3 separate regions of the Rattus norvegicus genome follow, and all the other regions are linked to region 3. Evidence: chromatin contacts called from public Hi-C data. All regions are on one chromosome and are shown on one strand. The core of a region is the stretch at or near the end of the contact, and the rest is flanking DNA. Distances in the headings are between cores, read along the strand shown. Region 1 holds the start of Mapkapk3 (MAPK activated protein kinase 3). Region 2 holds the start of C8h3orf18 (similar to human chromosome 3 open reading frame 18). Region 3 holds the start of Manf (mesencephalic astrocyte-derived neurotrophic factor).

The links. A called contact is a pair of places that touch in the nucleus more often than the background predicts.
Region 1: a contact with region 3 is called in a Hi-C map of liver, with 4 times the contacts expected there. The contact joins the promoter of Mapkapk3 here to the promoter of Manf in region 3. A contact is called at or near these places in 11 of 12 Hi-C or Micro-C datasets (the A7r5 cell line, the Rat2 cell line, Schwann cells and 6 more) and 1 of 1 datasets of contacts at active chromatin or transcription factors (oligodendrocytes).
Region 2: a contact with region 3 is called in a Hi-C map of kidney, with 2.7 times the contacts expected there. The contact joins the promoter of C8h3orf18 here to the promoter of Manf in region 3. A contact is called at or near these places in 7 of 12 Hi-C or Micro-C datasets (frontal cortex, hepatocytes, kidney and 2 more) and 1 of 1 datasets of contacts at active chromatin or transcription factors (oligodendrocytes).

The regions. Positions count from the first base shown.
Region 1 is chr8:116,840,574-116,843,510 of GRCr8, reverse strand. It overlaps Mapkapk3 (MAPK activated protein kinase 3), which reads left to right and starts at 1,283. Exons shown (of 11, transcript NM_001012127.1): 1 at 1,283-1,513; 2 at 1,642-1,918. The coding sequence starts at 1,694. It also overlaps the pseudogene Rpsa-ps9.
Region 2 is chr8:116,889,837-116,893,111 of GRCr8, reverse strand. It overlaps C8h3orf18 (similar to human chromosome 3 open reading frame 18), which reads right to left and starts at 1,802. Exons shown (of 6, transcript NM_001106854.2): 1 at 1,642-1,802; 2 at 994-1,113; 3 at 1-199. The coding sequence starts at 56.
Region 3 is chr8:116,428,574-116,431,578 of GRCr8, reverse strand. It overlaps Manf (mesencephalic astrocyte-derived neurotrophic factor), which reads left to right and starts at 1,320. Exons shown (of 4, transcript NM_001401064.1): 1 at 1,320-1,444; 2 at 2,054-2,181; 3 at 2,977-3,005. The coding sequence starts at 1,360. It overlaps Dock3 (dedicator of cyto-kinesis 3), which reads left to right. Exons shown (of 53, transcript NM_001108184.2): 53 at 1-421.

The DNA.
Region 1 (2,937 bases), core at 34-2,533, 410 kb before region 3:
ATAGATCCCCAAGTGGGGCAGTCTCTGGATGGCCTTTCTTTCAGTGTCTGCTCCACATTTTGTCTCTGTATTTCCTCCTGTAAGTATTTTGTTCCCCAGAAGAGGAAATTTTAAAGTTAATAGAGAATCTGTCTTTGGGATGGAAGAAAGGAATTTTAATGTTAATATCGATTGATGATTGATTGATTGATTCATTGAGATTTTGGAGACAGTGTTTCTCCATGTAGCAGTTCTGGTTGTACTGGAACATCTCTTTGTAGGCCAGGTTGGCCTCAAACTGACTGAGATCAGCTTTCCTCTGCCTTCAGAGTGCTAGGCTAATTTTATTTTATTTTTTAAAAACATAGCCTCAGGGTTGGGGATTTAGCTCAGTGGTAGAGCGTTTGCCTAGAAAGCGCAAGTCCCGGGTTCGGTCCTCAGCTCCGAAAAAAAGAAAGAAAGAAAAAAAAAACCAACCAACCAACCAAACAAACAAACAAAAAAAAAAAACATAGCCTCACGATGTAGCCTAGGTTAGCCTCCTAATCCTCCTGCCTAAGCCTTCCTCGTGCTGCAATTACTGGTGTTCATCACCAGGGCCAGTGGCTTGAAATAGAATCTAAAGCTCAAATCATGACAAAGTGAAAAGTTGATGCAACTGACCAATGGGAAATCAAGATTTCTGGGTCAAGAACGGCCCAGGTATGTTCAACTTACGGCTGCAGGCTGTAAGAGGTCCAGGAAAGCACGAGTGTGGCCCAATACATTTGCGACAAGTGAGTTGCAAAGTCAAAAGTTTGGTGTATAGAAAGGAAAGCTGGCCAGTGTTAGACAGATGCCCTAAACCACCAGGGAATGAAGAGTTGCGAATTGAACAACCACATGTCCCAGGGCAGACTGACAAAAAAATTCAGAAGTTGAATTCTGAAGCGCTTAGCTATCTGGAAAGTTGGGAGTCTAAACCGCCCCCTGGCAGCAAGCAAAAAGAACACTTCACTCAAGAGCCCTCAAGAGAAACAAAATGTCGTGTGCTGTAACTTTTCAAGATCAGGGATAAAATCCGAGGCTGGTACAACAGTTGGAGGAGTTCCTACCAGTGTCACAGGGCGCTGAGAAAGTTACAGACACTTGAGGAGGCTACGCCCCATTTTGTCCCGACTCAGGGGCGGAGCTTGCCAGGGGCTCTGCCTTGGCCAACCCAGCCTGGACTTGTCTGGCCCTTTAAGGCTGACCTAGCGGGGCCCCAAGTCCAGATGACGCGCCCAGAAGGGGGATGGGGGGTCACGTGGGGCGCGGACCGCGAGACTCTGGGTCCAGGGCTCCCCTCCGCAGCGGACTCCAGGCCTCACTATCTCTTGCCCCTCTCGCCTACAACATGACTTCCGTCTAGTGCTTTGCCATCAAGTGCGCCTTCGCCTGGCACGCCTTTCCTGGGCCCCTATATGGCCGTTTCTCAAGACCTGGCTGCTTCACTGCGCCGGACTCCTCAACTCCACATGTGCCTGGGCTGAGGGATCACCTCCCCCTGCTGTACGTAGGTACTCTCAGGCAGTTTCCAGCTTGTCTTGGCCCAGCAGCCCAGTCAATCTAGTTCTGGAGAAACCAAAGCTGGGGTGTGTCCAAAAAGTCTCGATGGGGAGTGACTCTTTCCCTTTCCTTCAGGTGCCTCTGGACGTGCCAGGCTGGGGCTACCTACAAGCGCCCCGTGGGGGCCATGGATGGCGAGACGGCGGGGGAGAAGGGGAGTCTTGTGCCCCAGCCAGGTGCGCTCGGTGCGCCCGCCTTGGGCGGTGCTCCGGCCCCAGGTGTGCGACGGGAACCCAAGAAGTACGCGGTGACTGATGACTACCAGTTGTCCAAGCAAGTGCTGGGTCTGGGTGTGAACGGCAAGGTACTAGAGTGCTACCATCGGCGCTCTGGGCAGAAGTGTGCCTTGAAGGTTAGTGACCCATCATCTCTCGGAGGGCTGGGATGACCTGGAGGGTCCAACAGCAGATACCTGTGGGTGTATCTATATTCGGGGCCTCTATTAAACATCTACACTCAGCATCATGTTTTATTTTTATACTCTTCCTCTAGCGTCAGACTCATGGTCCTCTCAGCCTCACACATGCGGAAACAGGCTAACACAGGCTGACCTACCTAAGCTCAGGGTGGGTCCCAAAGAGCAAGGGGGAGGAGTCAGTGTGAGTAGAGCTGTTGTACCGGAAGGCAGGAGGGAGTGGCTGTGCGCTGTGGTTCTGGTTTGGGCTTGTGTTTAGGCGCAAAGGATGCTCTTACTCTTAGCCATCCTCTGCAATTAGCTCCTGCTACAGGAATGGGTCTAAGTTTCCCTCTGCTTGAGGGCTGAGCTCCCAAGGCTCAGAATGGGGTTGCTTCCTCCTCACGGCTTCCGACTGCTGAGGCAGGACTATAAGCCTCTTTGACTGCTGGGCTCTTGATGAGTTGGTGGACCCTTGTGGAAAGGGGCAAACTTTGCTCCTAGGCTGACCCACCCCGGGCAGACGATGAGGAACCACTTACCATATCATACTCCCTAGAGGCTGGCACATTGATGTAGGTGGAAGGGGGAGTGGCTTGGAGTAGTTGATCTCACTACCTGAATCTGGTTTGGGCAGTCCAAGAGGCCCTACTCCTACCCGTGTCCTCACCCCACCTCTACCCCGTACTCCAGAACACCTTGAATTTTTTGTCACTGGGAACTAGACTCAATTAGAGGTGGTGCCATTGGCACCTTCCTGGAACATCAAGGTGGAGAGCGAGTAACTCCTGGAAGTTCATAAAGTTCTGTTTTTCATGAGCCAGGGTGCAGAGTCCTGTAGCTGTGGCTGTAATCTCTACCTTGTGTCTGTGCCAGCTCTGTGACCTTGGGCGATAGCCGATTTTGTTCAGGGAGAGAACGGGAGTTGATGTGAACTCAAAATGAGATAAAACACGTGGCGTACTTGATCTAGGCCT
Region 2 (3,275 bases), core at 553-3,052, 460 kb before region 3:
GTGGTGGGCGGGTGGCTGCTGAACCAGCTCTGAGTAGCTGGGACCCTGGAGTTCATGCTGATGCTGGGAGACAGCCAGTGCTCAGTCAACTTGCCCACTGATTTCTGATGCTAGGAGTGTCCAAGGCTGTCGTTCCCACCACGGTGACGACCACTGGCACAGCCAAATTCTTACCAGGAGACCCCTGCCTTTCTCAGTTCTAAAAAGACAAGAATAAAAGCAGGAGTTACAGCTAGGGGGCATGTCTGTGAGATCAAGTCCCTCTAGGATCTGAAGGCACCAAGGAAGTAAAGGTTTCAAGAGCTAAGTCAGGCAGAGCTAAGTCAGGCTCATGGGGTAATAGGACACAGGCTTCTGTAGGGACATAGGGACATGAAAGCAAAGCCCTGTCATCCCTGCACGATGACTACAGTGATCGCAATTGGAAGATAGGAGAAGATGCAGGAGGCCTGGAAGAAAAAGTCCACTCCTTGCACAATTATCTCTGTAACTGCTGCTTCCCCTACCCCTATCTTCTCACTCTGCATCCTACATCCCTCATTCTGCTTGGGAATCGCCTGCCTAAGATTCAGAGAGACCTGGTATAGCCTCAGGCAAGTCACCCCTCTTCACTCTGTTTAGTTTTTCTCAAAGTGGGAAATAATGAAGAACAACCCCATGATGTTGTAGGGCTAACGGCATGTCAGAATGAACAAGTCCCCATGGGGGGCGGAACCTAGCCCAGCACAATGCCTGTCCACAAAGGCATCCGGTAAATGTTCCAAATCCCCATCACTACCACTGACAACCCAGGAGGAGTTGAGCACATCAGTCTCTGGACAGAGTTGGCTGTGAGACCCAGGCTGTGGTTGGGGCTAGGGTGGGGCTGGTGTGGAAACACCAAGAGGCAGGAAGGATAGGCTGAGCTAGATCCTCTGGCAAGGCAGTTGGCAGGGGTGGTCCAAGAAGTAAGGCACTGAGTTATATCTTCAGAGGCAATGATGGAATACCCACTTTGAAACACCTATTTCCCTCCTATTTTGGAAGCAGAGGATGGGAGATCACACAGCTTCTGTGGGTCTTGGGTAAAGCGGGGTGGGGATGAGTCTTAGCCGTGCTGCAGAAGGGGCAGACCTAGAAAGAGAAAGGATTGATTACTAGCTTATGGCTACATATATGTTTCTCCTTGTGGCTCATAGGTGTACGCGGGATGCCTCCTCTTGCAGGTGTGCATATATGTGTGAGAAGTGTGCACATATCGTTCATGGTCCCTTAGGAAGGAGCAAAGCTGGCAGAGGATCATGCATGGAGTAGACGCATTCCCTTCTGTCCTCTCCAGCTTGGCTCAGCAAGAAGTCTCAGGTTCTCTTCTGGGCTCTGCCACTGATCCCAGCCATGACCTTGGACCAGACCCTTAATTTGCTCTGAGTCTGTTTATTACTGGCCAAAAAGGAGAGAAGCCATCCTGACGACTATTTTCTTGGCCTGCCTCGGGGTCCAACGGGGAAGGGAAGAACAACCGGAGTACAAGTGGTGGGCACCATGACCTCCAAGAAGATGAATGCCATCAGGTCTTATTCCCCCCCTATCTCAATCCCCACGCCCGCCTCCACGACCCTGTGATTCCTCCATTCCTGTGAAGCAGCCGATCTCAGCACTTACTTAATCCTCTCCGGGGCGCCGAGCTCAGTCTGAGAAGCTAAGGGTGGTAGCGACGGGCAGGAGGCGTGGGCGCGGGGAACACCCAGGCCCGGGCGTAGGGGGCGACAGGTCGGACTCAAGTAAGGTCCGCCTTGCGAGCGAGCAGGAATCAGCTAGTATTAGCCTGCGCCGGCTGACAACCTGAGCTGGGGTGGGCTGGGCCCCGACCACGGAGGGGGTGGGGCTGAGATGAGCAGCCTCGGGGGATCCCCAGGAGCCGGAGTACCTTGCCTCCCGGCCCTCTCCGCGCCCCCGGACCTTGATTGGCTGCCGCGCCTAAAGGCCGACCAGCATTGGCTCACTCGCCTGTCGCTCGGATATAGCTCCGCTCCCAGCGGGAGCTTGGAGCTGAAACCGGACAGCTAAAAGAGATTCTCTGAGAATACCTCTAACCCTGGTGGCCTGCCGGAAGTTGGGCAGTGGACCGTAGGTAGCCAGGCCCTTTCTGGGCCAGAATTCTGGCTCCCGGACAGCTCCACCCGCACTGGGGCAGACTTGTAAGCAAAAAAATATAGGTACAGAGATTTGATAAGAGCACCACCAGACTTGGAGTATTTGAAACCTAAAACGAACTCAGTTTGATCTTCTATTGAGCTTATGACCTTGAGCAGCAAATTGCTTCTCTTCTTTTGTCTCAGTTTCCTGCCTTATAGGAACTCTGATGAAAGGGCGTTTTGGTAAATGACTCCAACTATGGGGAAGACTCTTCAGTGCGAAGACGCGTTGGGAACAGAATGGAATTATCTGCATGATAGCCCACCTATACCTCTCATAATAGCTTTCATTCACAGCAAAATTTATCTCAGAACAGAAGTACCAATTTCCTAAACCCCAGAGCTGAACCCCCCCCCAACCACTTAAAGCTACCCCCACCCAGTCACCTAAACACTGTTGCCCAGGATAGCCTGATACTATGTTGCCCAGGTTGGTCTTGAACCAAGGCAATTCTCCACCTCCTGGGTGCTTGGGTTTTAATGCTTAATTTTATGTGTAAGGATGTTTTGTTTGCATACATATGTGTGCACTACATATGTGTCTGGTGCTCAAGGAAGCCAGAAGAGGGCACTGGATCCTCTGGTACTGGAGTTACAGACTGCTGTTAGCCTCCATGTAGGTGCTCAGAATTGAACCTGGCTTCTCTGGAAAAGCAGGCAGTGCTCTTAACCAATGAAACAACGTTCTGGAACCCCTTGTACTGGGACTTATAGGTGTGCATCAGTACACCCAATTCCCAGCCCCTCTCCCTTTTTACTCCAATATTTTATTTTTTGAAGTAGGGTTTCATGTAGCCCAGTCTGGCCATGAAAAATAAGCTTCTGGTTTCCATGCCTCCACCAGCTGAAAATTGGGACTTATTAGTGTGTGTTACCAAACCCCATTTATGGGCACCAAACCCAGAATTGTGTGAATCTGGATTGGTGAGCACATCAATTGAGCTACTACATAAACTATTATTCTTAAATATTTTATTTTATTTCTTAAAATTATGTGTATGAATGTTTGGATGGGTATGTGTACATGGGTGCTTGGAACTGAATCCAGTTCTCTGCAAGAGCAATATGTGCTCCTCACCACTGAGCCATCTCTTCAAGGTC
Region 3 (3,005 bases), core at 71-2,570:
TTTGAAAAGATTGTGAAATACTGATTTTCATTCTTTAAAGCGTATTTGTAAATACCTATTTGAATGCTGTGTATTTGTACAGGAATTTGAGCAAAAAATGTATAGAGTGTGTCTAATTGGTAATAAGCCTATAAATGTGTTTTTAACCTCTGGCATTCTGTGCTTATTTAAAACAAAAAACTTCCAACCATCTCTTTTGTGTATTCATGTCTAAAGAAAAACTGACTTAAAATGATCTTACCTGTACCAGAAAAGTTAAAGAAAAAAATTTGTGCCAGTGTCCCAAGAGGCATTTTACTGTATATATTGTGGTAGCATGTTATAAATCCAACAAGAAATGTGACTTTTAGATGTAAATATCTGGCAATTGACTCGCCCCATCCCTTGACTGCTGTTATGTGAATTAAAGATTAATACCTGATATTGATCCACTGATTTCAATGTATGGGAGCATAAGTGCCCCTCTCAAACCCCTGTCGCCGGGCTCCAAGCCCTTTTAGCTCCAGATACCTTTCTGCACGTAGTCGGCCGCTCTCCGTATTCTGCCTTCCAGGGCGAGTGGCCAAAGCCACTTAAGTTAGCATTAGGGCAGTCTAAGCGGTAACGTCTCCAATTCTCATCCGTGCGTCTCCAAGAGTGGAGAACAAAACCTCCCAAGATCCCATGGCCTCAGTTGGGAAGCTAGACCAACGCCCCTGTTCGCAGCCTTGTCGCGAGGTCCTCATAAGTCCAGGACAGCAGCCGACTAGGCAGGTCTAGAGCCTTTCGTTTAAGAGGTTTCCGCAGTCTATCCCAGGATAAAGCGGGGTCTGGGCAGCCGGCGAATGAAAGTGGACGCTTTCCAAGATTGGTTCGTCAATTCACGTGGTAGTTCAAAACAAGAAACTGCTTCTGACCCTTGCTCGCGCCGCCTATCCTGCTAGCTATGGGCAGACGCCAGAAATCCTGCTCTACTACTCCCGGGCTTGGGAGGAGAGTGGGTGTGAAACCAAGACTTGGTATTCAGGTCGAGTCAATAGATTGAAAGGGTAAGGGATAAGCAGCCAAAGTAGCTGCCCTTACCCAACATGGCTGGCCGTGCACCTTCCGCCCAACCGCTTCCTATGGACCGCCCAGGCTCAATCAGCAACCGACAACTGTCTAGGGCCCAGACACCACCAGCCAATAAGGGAGAGTAGCGTGGAGTCGCCGGTCTGGGCTCCTGGGCACGTGGACCAATGAGGATGTGGCATATGGGTGGGCGCGGGGGCCGCATGCCAATGGGAAGCTCCGGTTTGTGTTCCAGCCCACTAGGCGGAGCACCGCGCCGGGTGCGGTTCATTCGCGCGGCGGCGGCGGTGGTGGCGACTGCCGAGAAGGATGTGGGCTACGCGCGGGCTGGCGGTAGCGCTGGCCCTGAGCGTTCTGCCTGACAGTCGGGCGCTACGGCCAGGCGACTGCGAAGGTGCGGGGGGCCGGGTGGGGGCGGCCTGGAGGCGCTAAACCCAACGAAACCGAGAGGGTGAGGGCGACGGCCCATCCCGGAGAGTCCGCTGGAGAAAGGGCCTCAGAGTTATTTCCCGGGCCTAGGAACGTTGACCCATTTAGGGGAACGCGACGGTTCAGTCGCGTTGAAAACTTGGCCGGCAGCCCACATCGCGGGAGTTTTTGTCCTTTCCCATCACTTTTGAAATTATAGATAGGGATCCTGTGGGCCGCAACCGCGTCGGGGTTACTAAACTGCACTTAGGGGGTTCAGTGTATTCGGAATAAGGAGCGTTTTGATCGTTTGCTTCAGCCTCCAATCTGTCCCTTATGAGGTCACAGTGAGTTCCCTCAAGGACACGTGTCCACTCTCGGCTTAAACTTGAAAAGAGCAGAGAGGGTTATGTGGGGGTCACTTGGGGAATATTCATTCCCATCATGCACTGGGTTCCAGGACCCCAGCAACCTAAGGGTTCTGTGCACTTGTGAGTACCTGAGAAAAAAACATTTTAATCCCTTCTTTTCAAAACTGCTGACAGGGTTTCTTCCTGGGGAAATAGTAACTATTTAACATCTCCCTCTTTTCCAGTTTGTATTTCTTATCTGGGGAGATTTTACCAGGACCTCAAAGACAGGGATGTCACATTTTCACCAGCCACTATTGAAGAAGAACTTATAAAGTTCTGCCGGGAAGCAAGAGGCAAAGAAAATCGGTTGGTAAGTAGCTGGTGACCCACCCAAGCTGTCCCTGGCTCGTGTGTACTGTCTACTTTATGATGGGACATGTATGTAAACTAATGTGAGGATTAAGTGGTTTTACCCTCTACTTATTAAACATCTACTATAAGCTGAATATTGGTAATACCAGGAGAGAAAAATGGCAGGCAGTTGCAACGCAGTGAATGGCATGGCCATGAAGAAAATGCGCTAGGATCGTTTGGTGGGTAGGTGGGTGTGAGCTATCAGAGAAGTAGCTCTAGGTATCGCAGAAGAAGGGGATCATGAAGGAGTGAGCACATCCAGGCAATGAGTGCCCCAAAGGCCAGAAAGAATTTGGTGTGTTTGGGATCAGAAGTAGTTGGCTAGGTGCCCCAAAATGGCCAGGGCCAAGTTAAGGTCAAGAGCCCTGGTGAAGCATCAGCTTTTGTAGCTTTAGTTTCCATGGTAGTCTCTCATTGGAACGCTAATGACTCCTATATTCCTATACTCGTCTGGAAACTCTGGAGCTGACCATGTATCATGTGTCTAGGACCTAGAACAGCTAGATCCGTGCAGTACAAACTAAACTGAACCCTTGGCAAAGAGAGGTTTTCAAGATGACCTAACATTGTCTGGAACTGGCGAGTTGGTTATGAGTGTGGACTGTTCTGTAGAGACCTGTTTAGTTGCCAGCATCCACAGCACCTTGTAACCCAGCTCCAGGGACTCTGCTGCCTCTGGCCTCCCCAACACAAGCACTTACTGATGTGCATAGCTTTTTAAAAAAGGCTTTTGTTCTATTTTGTGCAACAGTGCTACTACATTGGAGCCACAGATGATGC